Regions from separate parts of the Sus scrofa genome. Here regions 1, 3, 4 and 5 are each linked to region 2. The links are chromatin contacts, called in public HiChIP or PLAC-seq maps. All regions are on one chromosome and are shown on one strand. Each heading gives the region's core, a stretch centred on a gene start, on an enhancer-like site or on the middle of the called end of the contact. The rest is flanking DNA. Distances are from core to core; before and after follow the strand shown.

The links. HiChIP or PLAC-seq counts read pairs in DNA pulled down with a chosen protein or histone mark.
Region 1: a contact with region 2 is called in an H3K27ac HiChIP or PLAC-seq map of alveolar macrophages. The contact joins the promoter of GP9 here to the promoter of LOC100516295 in region 2. A contact is called at or near these places in 1 of 5 promoter capture datasets (fetal liver) and 1 of 2 datasets of contacts at active chromatin or transcription factors (alveolar macrophages).
Region 3: an H3K27ac HiChIP or PLAC-seq map of alveolar macrophages shows a contact between it and region 2. The contact joins the promoter of RPN1 here to the promoter of LOC100516295 in region 2. A contact is called at or near these places in 3 of 5 promoter capture datasets (fetal liver, fetal skeletal muscle and liver), 7 of 47 Hi-C or Micro-C datasets (blood, brain, embryonic fibroblasts and 4 more) and 2 of 2 datasets of contacts at active chromatin or transcription factors (alveolar macrophages and skeletal muscle).
Region 4: a contact with region 2 is called in an H3K27ac HiChIP or PLAC-seq map of alveolar macrophages. The contact joins the promoter of RAB43 here to the promoter of LOC100516295 in region 2. A contact is called at or near these places in 3 of 5 promoter capture datasets (fetal liver, fetal skeletal muscle and liver), 1 of 47 Hi-C or Micro-C datasets (liver) and 2 of 2 datasets of contacts at active chromatin or transcription factors (alveolar macrophages and skeletal muscle).
Region 5: a contact with region 2 is called in an H3K27ac HiChIP or PLAC-seq map of alveolar macrophages. The contact joins the promoter of LOC102162880 here to the promoter of LOC100516295 in region 2. A contact is called at or near these places in 2 of 47 Hi-C or Micro-C datasets (heart right ventricle and skeletal muscle) and 2 of 2 datasets of contacts at active chromatin or transcription factors (alveolar macrophages and skeletal muscle).

The regions. Positions count from the first base shown.
Region 1 is chr13:71,559,641-71,563,691 of Sscrofa11.1, reverse strand. It overlaps GP9 (glycoprotein IX platelet), which reads right to left and starts at 2,584. Exons shown (of 1, transcript NM_001141989.1): 1 at 2,063-2,584. The coding sequence starts at 2,584. The coding sequence ends at 2,063.
Region 2 is chr13:71,760,278-71,764,218 of Sscrofa11.1, reverse strand. It overlaps LOC100516295 (histone H1x), which reads left to right and starts at 2,184. Exons shown (of 1, transcript XM_003132403.5): 1 at 2,184-3,755. The coding sequence starts at 2,727. The coding sequence ends at 3,371. LOC110256294 (a long non-coding RNA gene) reads right to left here and starts at 1,935. Exons shown (of 4, transcript XR_002337669.1): 1 at 1,784-1,935.
Region 3 is chr13:71,890,376-71,894,559 of Sscrofa11.1, reverse strand. It overlaps RPN1 (ribophorin I), which reads right to left and starts at 1,960. Exons shown (of 10, transcript NM_214333.1): 1 at 1,689-1,960. The coding sequence starts at 1,952.
Region 4 is chr13:71,593,888-71,598,224 of Sscrofa11.1, reverse strand. RAB43 (ras-related protein Rab-43) reads left to right here and starts at 1,907. Exons shown (of 3, transcript XM_021069416.1): 1 at 1,907-2,253. The coding sequence starts at 2,056.
Region 5 is chr13:71,621,558-71,625,564 of Sscrofa11.1, reverse strand. It overlaps LOC102162880 (pre-mRNA-splicing factor ISY1 homolog), which reads left to right and starts at 2,730. Exons shown (of 12, transcript XM_021069415.1): 1 at 2,730-2,751; 2 at 2,862-2,976. The coding sequence starts at 2,974.

The DNA.
Region 1 (4,051 bases), core at 1,335-3,834, 200 kb after region 2:
TGAGTGCCTGGATCAGGGCCCTGATCCCAAAGTCCACGAATCCATAGCCCCCCAAAATAATAGGGGGGTCTCTGCTGATGGGGAGGGCATGGCCCCCATCTGTCCCTCCTGCTCAGGACAGACTGACACTGGGGGGTCAGACCAACCTCCACTCTAACCCCAGGTCTCCCTGGACTGGCTAGTGACCCTGGACGAGATATTTCTCTGTCAGAGCCTAGTTTCCTCATGTGGGACACCAGCTCCTGTGCTGCCCGCCTCCCTTCCTGGGAAGCCCCAGGGTGCATGTTAAAGTGTGTGCATGTGCATGTGCATGTGTGTGCGGTGGCAGGGGTGTATGTGTCTGTAAACTTAAGGGCTGGGGCAGTGTCTCCTGTTTCTCACTGCCAGAGTCAGGAAGTCCTGGAGCCTGGATGTTCCAGATGGGCTGCTCTCCAGGCACCTGCCACCATCTTTGCAGGGACGAGAAAGTCCTGCTGTATGAATGGCCTGCTCTCCCTGAAGGCAAGGAGACCTTGGAAGAAAAGCCCATCCCCAGGCCAGTCTGAGCCAGGCTCCCACGACCCCAGGAGCTCGGACCCGGGCGAGGCTGTCCCTCCCTTGCCTCTGCCCACCCCAGGGGACTGCCCAGACCTGAGTAAACTCAGAGGGCACCAGGCCCACTCCTGGACTCTGAGATGGGATACCAAGGCCGGGGCCCAGAGGACCTGCCTGTGCCTGTGAAGTGACTATGAGCCTGGGCCTGAGTGCCCCTCCACATGGTCCAGAAAGACAGTACCTCCTCACCCAGTTTGCAGAAAAAGACCCCTTTGTGTGGCTTCATGCAGGGCCTCCCACATACTAAGTGCCCTGCAAGTGGATGCCAGATGATTCATTCCTAAGGCAGAAACCAAACTCTCAGCCTGTGGACTATTCTTGTCAATTAATATGTTTTTATTTGTTGAAGTATATTTTAAAAAAATTAAATTTAGTTGCCAATACTTGAATAATTCAGAGATTCTATGTAAAAATCTAGTTTCCCAGCCTCTCTGGAGAAATGGAACACTAGGCACCTGGTGCACCTCTCCACATGGCAACATTCAGCTGGGCCGCCAGGTGGAAGGCAGGCACTGTGGCTTCTCAAGTCCCTACCACTCCCTCTGTTCACCTGCCCCAAGTTTGGGCTCCTCTTCCAGCCTCACCTCTATGGGCCAGTGACCTCCAGTGCTGCTCTGTGTCCCTTTGGCCTTCCTGTGTCACCCTCTGACCCACAGGTCTGTCACTTGGCCCTCCTTGAGAGGGGGACCTTGGTATAATTGATTTGGTTGTTATCTGATATGGTGGAGAAAAGTATTACTGAACTGCTGGCACCAGATTCTTCTCTCTTGTTTGGAGATTTGGGTGACTTTTTTTGGGGGTAGGGGAGAGCTCAGACCTTGAGGGTGTCTGACCCTAGCACGAAGACGGGGGGCTGCTTCCACAGGAAAGGGAGGAATTTGTTGTTTTGTTTCTGGGGAAGAGTGCAGAGGAGGAAAAGGAGAGAGAGAGAGAGCAGAAGATGACAAAAGATGGGGTGCCCTCATGGACAGAACAGAGAGTCAAAGGCCATTTGGGAAACAGTGATGTGCCTTCCAAGGCCTGTCTGTCACAGAGACAGGTATAGCCCCTCGCCTTCCACTTGGGGTCCATGCGTCCTCTCTGCTCACTGCTGTGTCTGAAGACAAGGTTTCCTGGAGCTTGGAGAGGGGCTGGATGTTGACGGGAGGTTGGTCTGGGCTGCGAGAGGCCATGTAGGAAGCAGATGCTGTCCCTTTGAGAGGGTATCCCAGGACCCAGTCTCCCAGGACCCGCAGGCGCAGGGGAAGGGCTAGGGGTGTCGAGAGATTGTGGAACTGCAGGTGCCTGGAGAGGGGCGTGGAGGTGGGACAAATCATGGCACTAGGAACTTGGAGCGGGTGCACAACAGAGAAGCCCCAACTGAGGGACGCTGGTTTCCAGAAGGAGCCAGGCTCCGGTACTAATGGGAAACCCATCTCTGAGCTGCCGGTTTATTTTGGGCTCCGGGGGCGGTAGCACCGCCCAGGGCCTAGACGGTGCACAGCAGGCCCGCCAGCAGAGCCAGGCCCAGCGCGGCCACGACGGCCAGCGCCACGTCCAACCACGGCCCACCCGGGGACGCCCAGGACGCCCGGAGACTCCAGCCGCAGGCTCCCAGCTCTGAGCCGCTGAGCTGGCTGAGCGCGCGGCCGGAGGCGTGGCCGGGGCTCGCACAGCGCACGCGCGGCAGCTCCCCCGGGGCGCGGTCCTGCAGCCAGAGGCGCAAGTACGTGAGGCCGCAGTCGCAGTGCCAGGGGTTGTTCGCCAGTTGGAGGGTCTGCAGCTGGAGCATGTGGTCGAAGGCGCCGGGCGGCACGGAGCGCAGGCTGTTGTTGGCCAGCAGGAGGTGGCGCGTGTGGGCCGGCAGGGCGGGCAGGGCCGCGAGTCCCCGGCTCTGGCAGTCCACCTCCAGCCCCATGGTGCCCAGGGTGCGGCAGCTACAGGCGGCCGGGCAGTCCTCGGCCGCCTGAACGGCCGTCCAGAGCAGCAACAGAGCCGCCCACGCCGGCATCGGGCAGGTGGGCTGCGGGGACAACTGGTAGTGAGATGGGGTGGTAGTACTGGGGCCTGCACCCTATCCTGAGGATCCGTGGGACCCGACCGGACAAAGGACCACTCACCTCCCTCTCAGGCCTCGGCTTCTCCTCCGGGAGGTGGGCGGTGGGGACAGGGAAGTGAAGCACGACGACCCAGGCCAGCTGATCCTCCCCGGAAGCTCAGAAGGCAGGACGCTCAGCTGTGTTGGGGGCAGGGGGTGGGGCTTAGTCCCTTCTTGGGACAGGGGAGGGCCCTGCTGTCCCCTAGCAGAGACCCCAACCCCTGCTCAGGGTTGGGGGGAGCAGATGCCTGCTAAATGATCAGAGCCCTGGCCCTAGCCTCTGCCCCCAGAGCCTGGGAAGGGTCTGAAGAGGGTCTCCCAGACTGTGCCCAGTCCCCACCCCCAGCGCCTAAGTCAGGGTCTGGCAGATGGTGTTCATGCCACAGACCACACAGCTTGGCCAGGGCAGAGAGTTCACATGGTCCCTGGTGTAGACAGTCGCTGGGTGAGGATGTGGAAAGGACATAGGGATGGGTACCCAGAAGAGGCTCCACCTGGAAAGCAAGGCTCTCCCTTAAGTTGGAAATCTGAGGCCCAGAGAGGGAGAGTGACTTGTGCATGGCTGCCCAGAGACCAAGCACTCAATCTCAAGAGCCTGGCTCTGCCAGGTTCACTGCCTTTCCTCTGGGACTCAGTGGGGGCTGTTTCCCCTGCTGCAGACAAACTCCCCCTCCAGGGCCTGGCTCGGGGCAGGCTTCCAATGAGTTGGTTGAATAAACTAATCAATCTCGTCACAGAGCAAATACCCCCCACTCCCATCCTCTCTAGGGGAATGAAGGAGGGACAGAGGCTGGACTTGCCTGCTGGCTTCCTTCCTGCAGGACCTGGATCTGCTCCCCGCCTCCCACCCCTGGGAGGCCCTACCATGTAGGAGGTGGTGCTGGGAGATGAGGGCCACTTACCTGGCAGGCCTGCTGTTGGGCACCCCTTTCTGTGTCCTGAACTATTCTGGCTGAGGGTGCAGTGGCTGCTCTATGTGGTGCAGCAGATGGTGGCTCCTGCCTGAGTGGGAGGAAGGAAATGATGAAAATAGCCTGGCTTATCCAGCATGCAGCCCCGGAGGGCCTATCTCCAGGAGCTGGTCCTGAGGCGTCCTGGGGCCTTGTGCACAGAACCACAGGTCAGCCCCCATTTACGGAGGCGGGGGTCCCACTGTACATCCCACTGTACCCCATTGCCTCCATGAGTCTCACTACAGGATGTGTGGGAAAACCCTGTCCCAGGAGGTGGAGGAGGCTTCCAAGAGGAGGGGGGGTCTGTTGCATTTTCAGTGCCTTTTAACACTTCCTGATCCTTCTTTTTTTGTTTTGTTTGTTTTTTTAGGGCCGCACCCTCGACTTATGGAGGTTCTCAGGCTAGGGGTCGAATCAAAGCTGTAGC
Region 2 (3,941 bases), core at 935-3,434:
GGTACAGCCAGGCCTTCCCCAGGTGGAGAGCTGTCACCCGGCTCCATGATTGCCTCTGACCAGCAGCTCCAGCCCCTGATCAGCTGCAGGGCCTGCTACTTAGGCCCCGCCCCTTCTGCACTCCACCCAGGTTGAATAAGATTTTCTAAAGGGAAATCTGAAATCTAGACTGCATTTTAATCTGAAATGGCCCGATTTTTTAATCCTGGAACAATGTAGATTTGTGTAAAACCCTGGGCCCTGGGTGAGACAGGCAGAGTGTCTCAGAAGCTGGAAGCTGGCCAGTCTGCCCTGAGGATCAACCAGCTTTCTGAGTGGGCTGCAAGTGACAGACGAGCCCTTCTTTCTTGAAACTCTCTCCTCCTCGACTTCCACAACACCAGCCATGCCTGGTCTACCCCTTCCTCTCTGACCGTTCTTCCTCAGTCTCCAAAGGATCAGCCTTCTTTTCTGCCACTCCCACGTCCACCTTCTCCCCCCCTCACCCAGCCTGCTGCTGCGGCCAGCTCCAGATTCACATTTCCAGCGACCTGCTCCCCCAGGGTGGCAGGACAGGTTTCAATACCGGGTGCCCTCGGGAACATCATCCTCTACTCTCCCTTTGATCTTGCAGAGACCCAACCTGGAACCCCATCCCTGCTCCACCTCTATGTAACTTGGTCCACCTGTTGCCCACTCCTAGGAGCAGACCCCCCCGGGGGCACAGCAACTATATCTTGCTGCTTCTCTCTCCTTGGCCCCAGGCTGTACATACCATGCATCTTCCCTCTGCTCCCCAGTGCCCCCCAGGGCTCAGATCTCAAAGAGCCACCCCCCTCGCTGTTAGGAAATTCAGATGGTCTTTTGTCACCTGGGCTGAGATCTCAAGCCCTCCAGATTTTCCAGGCCCTGCCAGGACAGCCACTGAGGGGTCCTCCTTCCTGGGAGAGGGCTTGGCCTTCCCTGCAGGAACTTAGGCTGCGATCCATCCTCCCTCTCCTACAGGGTGAAGGCTCTGCTCCCCGGGGGGCGCAAAGCCCTTCTGTGACTCTCTCAAAACCCCCACCAGCCTCACCTTTCTAGCCTCAATTTCCTCCTCTCCTGGGGCCTTATTCCCTAGCCCTTCGTAGGGGAAAAGGGAGCCAGGCAACTGCTATGACGCTCAGCAGGGCCGGCGGGGCCAGAAGCCGGAAACGCATTCCCCTTTATTGGACCTCACCGCCTCCCGCTCTTCTCACCCTCAGAGCCCTAATCCACTCTATGCTCGGGCCTCGGTGCACTGTTTATTGTCGCCCTTGCCATGGCCCCAAGATTTGGGCCTAAATCACCACTCCAGAGGGATCCGCCCTCCTCCGGAAGCTGGTCCCTGCGGTCTCAGCTCTCCGAGTAGAGGCTCCTCTGGCTATGAGAAAGACGGTCCAGCACTTCCTCCTCACCCCCAATACTGGATCCAGTGGCAGGACCACCAGATTTGCACAAGCCTGCGCGGAGGACTTAGCCTGGTACCCAGAGAGGAGACCCCGGCTCTCAACTGCGTTCCCCAAGAGGGAGAGGGGTGTGGCCCAGAACGGGAGCAGTTCCCCTCCCCCATCCTCTCCGGGAACAGTTCTGGGGGCCGCAGCCTTCCCCTCGCTCACCCAGAGGCCGCCATTTGGCTTTAGGGGGAATGGTGGAAGCTACTTACACACCACACAATGGGGCACTTGTAGCATCAGCGGCGCCAGCGGCCAGGAGGTGGGGGGACGGGACAGCTACGTCCCAAGAGAAGCACCTGCGGTCCTCCCCGCTTCTTCCCGCAACGTACCCAGGCCCCCGAGGCCTAACAAGACCGGAGGCGCGCAGACGGAGGGCGCCTGCATCCGTTCTCCCCTAGGACTCGGGCGGAGACCGCCCTCCTAGACGTCCCATCTCCCTCCACACTGCCCCAGCCGACCGCGCGAGGGCGTGCCCTGTGTTAGTTCGGACAAATTAAAGCGCGTCCAGCAGGCAGGCCCGGGGCCCCCTGGACGCGGTCTGGGCTTGGGGACCTGTGGCGCACTCTTGGCTGCCGTCCGCCGAGCTCTGGACCGCGGGGCTTGCCGCGGGGCCCGCGCTATTCGCCCTGAAAGTGGGTGCCCCCCTCCTCTCGTGCTCCGGCAGCCTAGGGCTCACCCCTCAGTTCCCCTCTGCCGAGCGCTCCCTGGGCGTAAGCCGTCTCTCCGCTGCGCCTCGAGCTCGGGCCCTGTCCTGGGCGCACCGCGGCGGGCGCGGCGGCGCGGGGGAGGCGTTGTTTGAGAAGCCAGCGGCCGGGGAAGGGGCTCCAAGAAGCACAAGTTGGCGCTGGCCCCGGACCAGGCTGTTGTTGTTCTCAACGTGGTCCGCCGTGGAGCCATAAAAGCTGAGCGGGGCGCCCTCCCCGCCAGAGCAGAGCGCGCAAGCCCAGCGAGCTCCGGCGGAGGAGTCGGCGGTGGCGGCAGCAGAGCTCGCTCGGCAGACTTTTTCGCTCCGTTAACAGTCTTTTTTTCTTCCGCCCCGCTCCGGCCGCCTTCGCGCCGTTCTCGGCCCGGTCCCAACCCGGGACCCCCGCTCCGGCCGGCCCGGCCCCCACCCCAGCCCTGCCGCCCGGCCCCAGGCCCGGCCGCGGCCGCTCCCGCCTGGAGCCGCCGCGCGCCCCCAGCCCCCCGGCGCCCCCGCGGCCCCTTGCCTTTCTTTTCCCGGCGCGGCCTCCGGGCTTCCGCGCCCCGCCCGCCACCAACCCGCTCGCCACCATGTCTGTGGAGCTCGAGGAGGCCCTACCACTGACGACCGCCGAGGGGGCGGCCAAGAAGGCGGCCAAGGCCGGCGGCTCGGCAGCGCTGTCCCCCTCCAAGAAGAGGAAGAATAGCAAAAAGAAGAACCAGCCCGGCAAGTACAGCCAGCTAGTGGTGGAGACCATCCGTCGGCTGGGCGAGCGCAACGGTTCGTCGCTGGCCAAGATCTACGCGGAGGCCAAGAAGGTGGCGTGGTTCGACCAGCAGAACGGGCGCACCTACCTCAAGTACTCCATCAAGGCGTTGGTGCAGAACGACACGCTGCTGCAGGTGAAGGGCACCGGTGCCAACGGCTCCTTCAAGCTCAACCGCAAGAAGCTGGAGGGCGGCGGCGATCGGCGCGGAGCCCCGGCGCCCGCCACCGCCCCGGCGCCTGCCGCTCACAAGGCCAAGAAAACAGCCCCGAGCGCGGCCGCCCCGCGGCGCGCGGACAAGAAGCCCGCCAAGGGCCCGCAGCCCGAGAAGCGCTCGCACAAAAAGGGCGCCTCCTCCAAGAAGGACAAAAGCAGCAACAAGGCCAAGAAGGCGGCGGCCGCGGGAGGCAAGAAGGTGAAGAAGGCGGCCAAGCCCAGCGTCCCCAAAGTGCCCAAGGGCCGCAAGTGAGCCCTGGGGCCTCGGGCCTCGCTTTTCCACCCAGAGCGCACGTAGGTTTTGCTGGGGGCCCGGGCCAGCGCCGGCCCGCCCATCCCCCGCGTGAGAGCTTTTTTTTTTGTTGTTGTTGTTAGCTCTAGATTTTTGAAACGGCCCTGGCGACTCCCCTATTGGCTCTCGCCCTTGGCAACGCCTGTCGCCATGGTTACCAGCCCCCGGGCGCCAATGGCCGGCCGCGTCAGCCCGCCCCGGCCTTACGCGTTGGCCGCGCAGCCCTTCCAGCCCATGCCCTCCCCGCCTTCCGGCGCGCGACAAGCACTCTGCGCGGGGCCGCGCGGCGCTTTCTTTTCTCCTGTCGCCTTTTTTGGGGCACAATAAATTGTTTAAACCTTTGAACCGCTCTTGTTTTCTTCGAGTGGAGTGGGGTTGGGCGCGGCCGCCGCGGGGTTTGGGCTGCATGGATGGGTTCCCGAGGTCCCCGGCACCGCCGATGCGTCAGAAATTCAGACCTGGGTTCCGGGAGAAGAGCGGGCCGATTGGTTCCGAAAGGAGCGTCTGGGAGGTGCAATACTTCGATAGATG
Region 3 (4,184 bases), core at 711-3,210, 130 kb before region 2:
CCTGTTGTGGCGCAGTGGCAACGAATCTGACTAGGAACCATGAGGTTGCGGGTTCAATCCCTGGCCTAACCTCGTTCAGTGGTTAAGGATTCAGCGCTGCCGTGAGCTGTGGTGTAGGTTGCAGACAAGGCTCGGATCTGGTTTGGCTGTGGCTGTGGCATAGGCCAGAGGCTACAGCTCCAATGAGACCCCTAGCCTGGGAACCTCCACATGCCACAGGTATGGCCCTAAAAAGACAAAGAAATATCATTATCACCTCTAAATATGTAAACCAGAAAAAATAGACTAATAAAAGATTAAAAAGACAAAATATTTCAAATGTGGATCCAAATGGGTGTAAAAATAATGTTTTAGGTAGTAAAAAGATGAGGAACCACTGGCTCCTACTCAGTAATCACCATGGTCCCCTCCACCACCTCCTAAAGTGCTACATGTAGGACTGAAGATAGGTCACTGAAAATTTTTCTAGCAACCTCACCACAGCCTCCAAGTCAGTTGTTGGAAAATACACATCCTCTTGGTTAAAATTATCGCTGTTATGCTTCCCTCTGAGATAGGGGCAAGGAAGCACATACATCCATTTAACGTTTCTCTCTTGGACTACAAACTAAAAAATGACTCTGAGCAAAGCTGGTGATGAGACTGCAGGTTTTATACTCCAACAGAACCCTACCTTTGAACCAACTAGTCCAGAAGAGACAACATGAGACAGTGAAGAACATACAGAGTCTTAAACCAAAGCTCAACTCTTTGTTCGAAGACCTCACATAGTGGGTTATACAGCTTCCCCTCCCAGACTTCAGACTCCTCAGGTGCACTAACAGTATACCTCAAAGGGCTACCATGAGAGTTAAATGAGGATGTACTTAAAATATCTACCATAGTACCTGACATAAAGTCTCAATAAGGCACCAGTACAATAACCCAGCCTGTAAGACTCTCCAGCATGAAGGCCAGATAGTAATCCTGTGGCAACCTCACTAAATCAGCACTAGCTTTTATAAAAGAATGCGATTGAACCTTCAAAACATTCAAATGAAGTTTTAATCTTTCCACAAACCTTTAAGCAAAACTGTGTTTCAAATTTTAGACAAGGCATGAAAGGTACAGGAGTCATTTCAGAAGCATAATCTCTGTAAAGGTAGCTTTGTATCTCCAAACTCAGTCAGACAGAGGCGTGCTTGGAAGAAACACGACACTGTAATGACTATTCTCCCAACCAATAACTGGGTAATGACTTAATGGCTGCTATTTAATGAAAGCAGTAATAAAAAGCAAACCTCTGCATAGGTATATTCTCTCTATTCCCAAAGCCAACAGCTTCCTCAAGAGGCGTGAAACTGATTAGGCAAACTTGGGAGCCATTTACTGCTTCAGCGTGAGAATGACAACCGGTCTAGGGGGAGAGAACCGGACTTCACTTTCTGTACTGTATTACTTGTATGACTCTTTCAACTAAAAGAAATAAACCCTTTAAAGAGTTAAATCGCGACCAAAAGAAATGCGTTACATTAACAACGGTTTCAAACGATTCAGACGTGAAGCAGGGGACATGCTGCTCCATTTCCGATCGCACTGGACAGAGTCCACCCTCGCTCGCCAATCGCGCTCCGGCCCGGCCAGCAGCACCCCAAGCCCCGCCCGCCGGCCTGTGCTGACGTGTCCCCGCCGCCTCGGCCCCAGCTCACCTGCACGCCGAGGTGCGCCAAGCGGGCCTCCAGCTCGGGCTCCAGGGCTAGTAGGAAGGAGGCGGCGCGGGGCGAGGAGCTGCTGCCCGCGTGCGCCAGGACCACCTCGGCCGTCACCTTAGCCAGGTGGCTGCTCAGATCCACCGTGCGCTTCACGTCCTCGTTGACCAGCGGCAGCGCCTCGGGGGAGGCGCGGCCCGGCGCCGGGGCCCAGGCCCAGAGCAACAGCAGCAGCGGTAGCAGGCAGACTGCGGGCGCCTCCATGGCCGGGATGGAGCTGAGCCTCAGGCCGCCCGCCAGCCCGCCCCTGCGCCCCGCCTCCGCCACGACGCAGTTGACCATTGGGTCCGCCAGCATCCCAAGATGGCGGCGCCCAGGGCTGAGGACCCCCTTCTCCAGGGCAACAGGCGACCCGCCGGGCGCCTGCCTGCGCGCGCACTCCCGATCTATTCTCGCGGGAAGGAGCCCTGGCACTCCGCCTCTCCCGCCACCCTCCGACTCCCCACCGAGACGGTGGCTTTTCTGCTTCCTGATGGGGTAGAATATAGCCCTAACGGAGAACGTAAAAGCTTTAGCAAAAATTTAAGCAGAAACAGGACATCTGCACAGTCTCAAAGTATCTCCCCTACAATACTTAGTAATTACAAAGGGGTAAATAGTAAATTGATATTCCAGAATCCTGGCAGACACCACCTTGACCAAGGTTAACATCACCGACCGAAGGACGTAGTGACGTCACGTACCACACCCAGAAGGGCACCTCACTCCTGCGATACTGCCCACAGAACTGAAAATGCACCTCAGGGAGACCACAAGAAACATAGGACAAACCAAAAGCACCTTGTCTTTATCCCAGTGACGCCCGTTTCCGACTTCTATCCTAGGAAACTATAGATTTAAGTTGGTGTTATTTTAAGCCACTGAGTTTGCAGTAATTTGTTACAGCATCAATAAGGAACTTATACAGAAGTTTTGCTCTGCTGGGCAGGGACGTTGTCTAGACTGTTCGTCCCAGGACCTCAGCATGTGGGGCATAGTGACCAGTTAGCACTGATTGGATGAATAAATGAATTTTTTATTATAAATGCTATTTACCCCTACTGTATAGATGAGTAAACACACAACAAAGTCAGTAAATGTCAGGTTGTTTGGAAACCTAGACTGACCCTGAACTGGAGCTCTTTGGACTACTCCAGGCTGTTGAATAAAACCCCAGATTTTCACAGACAAAAAGAAGCATTAGCTATCCCAATACGATCCTTATTTTCTGAAAGTGAAATACAAGTCCAGGGAGGGTAATTTATCCAAAGATACACAGCTATTTAAGAGCAAAGCTGGGGCTAGAAACCTGATTTCCTAACTCCCCATCACCCATGCCAGGATGGATAGTGTCAAACATCTAACAGTCACTATTAAAATGCTGTACAAGGAAGTTGTTTTGGCAATAGCCAGGTGCAAATCTAGGGCCATCCACCAAACCTGAAATGAATGAACCATTTTGATTTTTTTCCACTAAGTGACAATTGTACAGCAAAGACATGCCTCAAGTGTTGTGGCATGGTTTTTGTTTGTTTGTTTGTTTGTTGGCCACCCCGCAACATATGGAATTTCCCGCTGGGCTAGGGATTAGATCCAAGCCACAGTTGTGACCTACACCACAGCTGTGGCAAGGCCAGATCCTAAACCCACTGTGTCAGGCCAGGAATCAAACATGCTTCCTGGTCCTGCAGAGATGCTGTGGATCCTTTGCACCACAGCGGAAACTCCTATTCTAGCACTTTAAGGAGCGGACTTGTCAGCCCTGAAATGCATCCAGATTCCAAACACATGAAGCTACACATGGAATCAGAGATGGTCTGTGTGAAGCAGGTGATGTTATTTAAAGAGTCCTCAAATCAATACTTTGCAACTTTATTTTTTTCATTTTTGGCTGCCCCTGGGAATATGGAGTTCCTGGGCTAGGCATCAGAACTGAGCTGCAGTTGCAACCTAAGCCGAAGCTGTGGCAACACAGGATTTTTAACCCACTGAGCTAGAAAGGATATCAAATTGGCATCCCAGACATTGCCAATCCCATTGCACCACAGCAGGAACTCCTCTTTTTTTAACCTTTTTTTTTTTTTTTTTTTGTCTTTTTAGGGCCCCATCCGAGGTATATGGACGTTCCCAAGCTCGGGATGGAATCGGAGCTACAGCTGCTGGGCTACAACTCCACAGCTGCAGCAATGCTGGATCTGAACCATGTCTGTGACCTACACCACAGCTCAAAGCAATGCAGGATCCGTAACTCACTGAGCAAGGCCAGGGTTTGAACTGGAAACTTCATGGTTCCTAGTTGGATTCCTTTCTGCTGCACCACGATGGGAACTCCCCTCCTTTTTTTTTTTTTTTTTTTTCTGTGCCTGAGGGATATAGAACTTCCTGAGTCAGGGATTGAACCCACACCACAGCAGCAACCCAAGCTGCTGCAGTGACAACACCAGATCCTTAACCCAA
Region 4 (4,337 bases), core at 658-3,157, 170 kb after region 2:
AAGTCTCCACTAACTATCCTCCAGTCTACTTGGAGGGACTTGTGTCCTGTGGCTCCAATCTGATGTAACAAATCTGGGCTCCTAGATCTGCTTTTCCATGGCACTTGGGGGCTCCTTTCATTTGGGTGTTTCCCATGGCAGTGAAGTTCAGTAACCCTTCACCTTCTCTATCAGTCTGCCTTTGTGTCCTGGTCCATTCTCTTCCCACCTGGCTAGTAAAGCTGGTCAGGATTCTGGGGCACTACTGGTCCTGGTGGACTTGCTCTCCGTGGTCTCCTTAAGTTATGGGAAGGGTGTGGATTTTTCTCTGCTTTGGTCACTGATGTATTCCAAGGCCTTGGAAGAGTACCTGACCAGCAGCAGGCATTAATCAGATTTTAAAATTATATGGAATTGGAGGGCTGCAGCCCCTTGGTAAGGGGCTGCCTATGGAGGGCAGGACTATTCTCAGTTCCCTTCCATCTTAGTAACTGGGGAGCCTTTTGGGGAATACATCCTATTTGATCTATTTTAAGCTTCTCACAGACATCTAGGTCTCCTCTCTCTGAGGAGCCCTGGTTCACTGGTCCATCCCAGAATGGGTCTGTCCCTTCCACAGAATTCTCCCTGAACCTCCCTTCTTCCTCCGCTGAGAACAATCTTTTTTTTTTTTTTTTTTTGTCTTTTGAGGGCCACACCCGCGGCACAAGGAGATTCCCAGGCTAGGGGTCTAATCGGAGCTGTTGCTGCCAGCCACAACCACAGCCACAGCAACGCCAGGTCCAAGCCGCATCTGCAACCTACGCCACAACTCACAGCAACACTGGGTCCTTAACCCACTGAACGAGGCCAGGGATTGAACCAGCAACCTCATGGTTCCTAGTCGGATTTGTTTCTGATGAGCCAGGACAGGAACTCCTCAGGACAATCTTTGATGCTTATCAGGTGGGTCAGTTCCCCCTAGGCCTGTGTCCCCATCCTGAGATGTTTGGGCAGCTCCCTCTACCACTGTGGGCTGCCTTTTGGGCTTGGGATCCCCCACCTCCTCCTGGCCTAGCCTCCCACGAAATGGGTCTCCCACTTCCACTCTCCCAGAAACCTGGCTGGGGTGGGGGTGTCACCTTGAGCACATAGCCCTCAGGCCCCTTCCCCACAAGGATTCTGGCCCAGTTTTGTAGCCAGCTTAGTTTTTGGCCTCACCGAAGCCTTCTTTGTCTCCTTTTCCTTATTCAACATGGGAAAATGCCACCACTTATGGCATCCTCTGTTGGAGGGGATCCCTGTCGGTGCTATTGGTGTGAGCACTGGCTGTCCCTTCCCCAGAGATCCATCCTAGAAGAGGCCATTTTGCGTCCAAGGGCTAGGTTAACGTGTCTCAGAGACCTCACCTTCCCTCGAGTTCGCTCCTGAATGTAGGTCTGGGAGAGCTCAGGTAGGAGAGGCCAGGCAGGTAGGGGAGCCCAGCTATGGGCCAGGTCTCGGGAGCGGGAGGCATACAAAGTCTGTGGGCGCTAGGCGGGTGCAGGGAGTGGTGCTACTGGAGGAGTTGGGCTGTGAGCGGGATTAAGGGCGGAGCCGAGAAGTGCTAACCCGCTGAGGGCATCCCCGAGGGCTCATTGGCAATGGGGGCGGGACCGAGAGCCGGGATTGGGGAGGGGTCTTGCCGGGGTAAGGGTGAGGGGGGGTTCTGAAATGGATTCTGATTGGGTCTTGTCTGAGGGCGGAGTCTCATTGGAGGCGGTCCTGAGAGGCAGTACTGAGGCTGCAGTACGGATGGGGGCGGGGTCTGATGGCAGGCGGTCTGGGGGCGGAGTCCGGAAGGGGCGTGTCCTGGGCAGTACCCAAAGCGGCCCTGAGATCCGGATTGGCCTGTCGCTAAGTAGAGGGCTGGACCAGGCGAGTCCGGGGCGGAACCGCGGCTGCGGGGCGGGGCAGGTGGGGCGGGCCCGGGCATAGCGGGCGGTGGCGTCCCTTCTCCAGGTGTTGCGGCGCTTCCACGTCGCCAGGCGGTCCGCGGCTTGCGTGAGCCCAGGCCGCCCCAGCGTCCAGAGTGCCGGCCCTTGGGCTCCCGAGGCCATGGCGGGGCCGGGCCCTGGGGACCCGGACGAGCAGTACGATTTCCTGTTCAAGCTGGTGCTGGTGGGCGACGCGAGCGTAGGCAAGACGTGCGTAGTGCAGCGCTTCAAGACCGGCGCCTTCTCGGAGCGCCAGGGCAGCACCATCGGCGTGGACTTCACCATGAAGACGCTGGAGATCCAGGGCCAGCGGGTCAAGGTGGGAGTCCCGGCCTGGGCCGCCGTGCAGCCGGGCCCCGGGGCACTAGGGACGTCAGGACCCTGGAGGGTCCCCTCCGTGGGGCGGGGGCCGCGGCTAGTTCCCCGACTGCTCTGCAGCGGCCAGCGCCCCCGCTAGCCCCCTCCCCGTCCTCGCGTCCGAGCAGGCCTGGGCCTTGGCTTCCGTGCGCACAGCGCCCGCCTCGGGGTGCGTGGGTGCGTGCGCTGGGGGGAGTGCGGAGGGGGAGGCCCTGCCCTCCAGAGCTGCACGCCGGGGGGACTTTGCTCCAAAATAGCTTATCCAGCGCCGGCAGGCGGAGCGCCTAGGGCACCGGCACAAGGGGGGGCTCCTGGCCGTCCTGGCCCTGCCCCACCACGATCGGAGTCTCCAATTCGGCCCTCGGGTGGGGACCCTAGGCAGAAGGGGACACCCCCCCTCCACGACTAGGCGGGACCAGGAAGTAGTTGCTTGTAGGGCCGGAGGGCCAAAACTTTTTGTCAGAATTTCCGGCCTGGCCACGCCTCCCTGCAGTCTCTTTGTGGACCTGGTGGTGGAACTTTACTCGGCCTGGGCCAGCCTGGGTCCCCTCCCCCAGCTCAGCTCGTAGGAACTGAAAACTTCACTAGACACCGGAAGGTGGGGGAGAGGACCGAGCGCTGGCAATGGCTCCGCACAGAAACAGCGAGATGTAGCTGTCTCAGTATCCTAGCAATTGTTTGATAACTAACATTGGTGATTAATGAATCAGTTTCTTCACCTGGGTGCCAGCCTTCCTAGTAGAGCAAGAGACTATATTGTTCTTGCTCCGTAACTTGACTTAACTGCGCTGCTCGGAAATCCTTTCCTTTCTCTCAAGGTTTTGAGTTCCCACTTCCCCAGCCAGCGCCTAAGAGCCCTGGACAGGGACTGCACAGGGCAAGTGTCTCTCCTGTTATCTCCGTGTTTTCGAGTTGAGCCGGATGGTTGTATTGGGTCCCTTGAGCCTGCTGCTGTGGAGCTCAGCCTCCCTGGGCTGCTATAGGCCTGCTATCCGTTGCCTTTTGCCAGGATGCTTAGCTCTTTGTTTCTGCAAAATTGGGATAATTTCTGGGTGTTGCCTCCCTCCTGCCCCACCGTGGAGCAAAACTCAGCCAACACTCTTTACATGACCACAGTGCCTCTGGAGTAGATGTGACAGGAAGCAAAAACTCCCTCCCTGAAGGGTTGGTTTTTGTTTTCCGTTTTTGTTTTGTTTTGGTTTCTGTGTGTTTTTGGTCTTCTTAGGATAGAAAAAATAGAACAAGGTCTGGCAGGCAGCTTTGAGTCATTATTCAGGACCACCCTTTAGAGCAGGTGACGAGGGAAGGGCTGTGGGATGGGTGGAGTGTGTCCTCGGGTGAGTTTGTGTCCTGAGATAATGCCAGAGCCATGGGGAAGTGGCGAGTTGACGGATAGGCATAAACAAACCTGCTCTCCCTCCCCTGGTGGCTACGGTGGTCAAGGAGGGGGCAGGGTGTTCCTGTTTACCTGGCAAGATAACCTGTGCTGAGTGTGTACTGTGTGCTGAGCACAGGTTATGCAATGCAGGGAGGCACTTCGTGATTTCTTTTCCTTCTGATCACCTCCAGATTGTTCTTCTTGGATGGGACCGGGATCAGGAGAGCAGTGTAGGCATGGTAACTCCCCAATAGTCATAGAGGCCACCCCTCTTGAGAGTGTGTTGTGTGTCAGATGTTGACAGATGTGTTCTTGCAATTAACCCCACCTCACGAGGGAGAGGCTGCCCCAGGCACACAGCTGGCAGGTGACAGACCTGGACTTTTTCTTCCAGCTTTTCTGACTCCATGGCTTTGGGGGTCTTTCCCTTTTACCAGATTCCTTCAAATGTAATTGTCTGGAGTGGGAAAGCCTGTGGCAATCATTTACCTCCTCATTTTGTAGCCAGAGAAGCCTGAAGCCTGGGCACTGAAGAGGCTATTAATTGAAGCTGAGGGGCAGGGTGGGGTGGGTGGGGGCAGGTCCCAGGTTCTAGGTCCTCTGGACTATTCAGCAGGAGCTGGTTGTTTTTCCTCACCTGTAAAGTATCTCTGGGGTGTCTTCCAGTA
Region 5 (4,007 bases), core at 1,481-3,980, 140 kb after region 2:
GCCATGTCTGCAACCTACACCACAGCTCATGGCAATGCTGGATCCTTAACCCACTAAGCGAGGCCAGGGATTGAACCTGTGTCCTCATGGGTGCTAGTCAGATTCCTTTCCGCTGAGCCACAACGGGAACTCTAGGGTTTTTTTTGGTGTGTTGTCCACACACAAATGTGTTATATTATTCTACCCTGCTTACAACATGGACTAGTCTAACATTAGGATTTTTCACTTGTGTTGACAGTTACTGTGCAGGAGTGTGGGTGTTATCCCAAATCAGGATTTTCATGTGAGATTTTCCGGTTTTTATACCATAACATAAGTCAAAGCAGCACATAGGCCAAATTCATTCTGCCGGCTAGAAGTTTACAGCTGAGGATAGATAAGATAAATAGATATGTGAATGCTACTAGGATGTGAGTACAGTCTTATTACTACAAAAGTGCTGTTAAAATTTACGGGGCAGCTAGGAACAGTGTAAGTTAGGGCTGCTGGCACAAAAGGCAGTGCAGCCCAGTAGTCCCTGCTCTTACTTGTTCAACCATCAAATCTTACATGCAGCCTATGCCAGGGCTGGATGTCAGGGTGGAGATTAAAAATAAAGGTAAGATTACTGTAAGGGGAAGGCCTGTACAACTTGAACCCAGGGATTTAAAAGCTACATGAGCTTTTACAAGTCCTGCAAAGCCCCTTAGCCTGGCCCAGGCGACTGGACACAGGAATTAGGTTAGGCCACATCCTAGACCTGGTTATAGAGCATGTGGGTTTTCAGAACAATTCAGAACTTTACATACATCTGTTTTGAGCAATTCTTTTTCTTTTTATGGCCATACCTTTGGCATATGAAACTTCCCAGGCCAGGGGCCAAGTTGCAGCTGCAGGCCGACATCACAGCCACAGCAACACTGGAGTTGAGCTGCATCTGCAACCTACGCTGCAGCTTGTGGCAATGCCAAATTCTTAACCCCCTGCGTGAGGACAAGGATGGAATCTGCATCCTCACAGAGACTATATCAGGTCCTTAACCCACTGAGCACAATGGGAACTCCTTGAACAATTTTTATATGTACTGTCTCCTTTAAAACCACATCTCCATAAGGCAAAAGTGCCAATTTCATGGATGAGAAAATATGCCAATTTCACAGCAGAGTAAAAATGAGAGGTCAAAAATATTGTCTAAGGCTATAGGAGCTAATAAGGGGTGGAATGAGGTTGTGAATCCAGGCTGGCTGAACTGTCTCAAATGACAGGTAGTCTTGGAGTTCTCGTAGTGGTGCAGTGGAAATGAATCTGACTAGGAGCCATGAGGTTGTGGGTTTGATCCCAGGCCTCACTCAGTGGGTTGAGGATCCCACGTTGCGGTGAGCTGTGGTGTAGGTCGCAGACACGGCTCGAATCCTGAGTTGCTGTGGCTCTGGCATAGGCTGGCGGCTACAGCTCTGATTTGACCCCTAGACTGGGAACTTCTTTTGTGGAGGGTGTGGCCCTAAAAAGACAAAAAACAGCAGCAGGATGAGCAGAGGAAGGACTTTAGCAGACTGGCAAGATAAATGGATCAGCATGCTGTTTCAAGTACCAGGAAGTCAGACTCTCACTGATTTCAACACTAAAGGGAATTTACTGGTTTACACAACTGAAGATTGAGTAGTGGGCTCCAGGTAAAGCCTGAAATCTTTCAGCAACTCAATGACTTCCACGTACTAAGGACTGTCTGCCCTTGGAGTCTGAAAGTGGCTGTCAGCTAGGGAAGGACCATCCAAATGATCACAATACTTCATTTCTGAGTTCAAGGTGGCTGTTCCCATAGTCACCAGAGAAGGAACGTGGGTACTTTGCATGGTACCGCCTAAGCGACACACATTCCTTTCATTCAATTCCCACTGGCCATTATTTATTAGCAGACTCATATCTAGCTGCTGCGGAGGTGCGACGGCCATAGCCCCTCCTAAACGTTCACGGAGAATACTGGTCATAGTTCAGGCCTGACCCTGGTGCCCATTCCCAGTACGTGTCCGTCCTGCCTGATGTGGTGCTTCCTGACTGCGGCCGGTGTGCCAGTGGCAGAAGTAACCGCGGCGAAGCACCGTGCTTGCAAAGGGCCAGCCGCTGTAAGTGGCTGAAGTAGCCACCAGCCCTCGCCTGAATTCCACACCACAGTTCACTGCAACACTGACACCCTGTGGGAGGAGCCAGCAGAACCATCCGGATCGTGGCCTCTCCCCTGCCTTCCCGGTCCTTGACTAAGGACCTTCCGATCCCAGCAATGTGCCCAGCACACACCTACCGACTTCCCCTCTGCGGGCAGTGATACACCACCTCTCTCATCAGCCTCCTCCAGTAAGTGCGTTTTTCTTCCTTGGACCTTACATTTCTATTTTAAAAGAAAGTGACCTCAAGCACTGGTCCAGCTCTGACCCCGCGATTCCAGGAGAAAATCTCAGAAAAAGCATAGGCCCCATGTAAATGCCAGAGAGGCGGGCAGGAGTTGACGAGGCCCGCACACGGTGTGTCTGTTCTTTCAGAATCAGACAGGGTCCGCGGGACGCGTAACTACTGCGGCGTTCGAAAGCCCGCACCTCCTTAGACGCAAATGCAGAGCGAGATCCGAAGTTGCAGCAGTTACTGCTAGAAATCTCGCGTTTTATCGCGAGAGCAAAGCCAGTGGACCAGCCACGTCAGTCACATTGCGCAAGCGCAGTTCTGCCAACGTCCTTTTTTTTTTGTACGTGCGCTTTGGTGCGCCGTCCAAACGCCATGGTGAGGCTGTCTAGGGGAATGCGCGTTCATTTCCTCCCCCTCCCCAGGCCAATTCTCCGTTTTGCTTCCGGTCGCTCACTTCCGGTCCTTTCCATTTTTCCGTCCGATAGAGAAACTGGTGGTGCTTTCAACTAAAGTCCGGTTCCTATTAGCCGCGCGTCGGGAGGTGAATCTACGTGGGTTGGGGCCGCTGGGCCCAAGGGCGGCGCTCTCTCTCGCATCATGGTGAGTAGGGTTGGGAGTAAGGGGAGAGAGCGGTAGGCCGTGAGGGTGCCCGGCCTGGGGCTCTCCGGCGGCCCGCCTGCGTCCTCCAGCTCCGCGGCTGTGACGCGGGGAGTCCCTTCCCGTCTCGTCTTCGCTCACAAGTTGGGGGAAACTGGACCTCGGCAACCGCCCTGTCGTCCGCAGCCGGTGTGGAGCGCTGTAGTTACTCATCGGGAAAACCGAGGCTGGGCAGGCGCCAGGCCGGCCCCACGCCGTTTGCTGTGTGTCTCCCCCGACTGGATAGACACTCGCAGAGCACAGGGTCTTTCACCGTAGCTTAGTTAACGTCTCACTCGGTGCCTTGGCGCGTCGTCTGCGCCCAGGAACGGAAAGAGTGCTACATAGTGTCGTTGCAGGAGGTTGTGAATCCTTAGGGCAAAAGCAGCCGTTTCTGTTCCCCAGGCTTTGGACGATATGTCCCGTACTGCTGCTTCCTGCTGGCCGGCTCAGCCTCGAGCTTCGTTTCTGAACTCTGACAAGCCTGGGGCATTCCCGCTCTCCTTTCCCTAGCCCGGGAGAAGGATCCCTGGGCCTGGATGTTTCTGGCTTCAGGAGTGGTTGGGTATTTTCTGTAACTGCCCTCATCATACCTTCACATTTGCGGTTGTACAAGCCCTCATCACATCATACATTGTTTTGAGGTGGAAGTTCCTATGAGTTCCCGTAAAAGCAAGAACCATGACCAAAATTCTAGTACCCAGCATGCTGTTTTTTAAGCATGGAGTCATTGTGGAGAAACACTGAATTAAATACTTAGAATGTGTAGGCTTTGATGACTAATTAAGGTGAGGACAGCCTCAGCCTTCAAGATGATGGCTTCTCCTGGGACAGCCTCTCAGTTTTATCCCTTAGTAGATATGTGTTCACTTTTATATATAAGCATTTGCCAAATTTGTTTCTCTGTCCCGTGAAAAAGAGGGTCAGAAAGATTTAAATCGATCTCACTTTTGCTGAGCATCTACAAACTGCATGCCGGGGAGTTCTCATTGTGA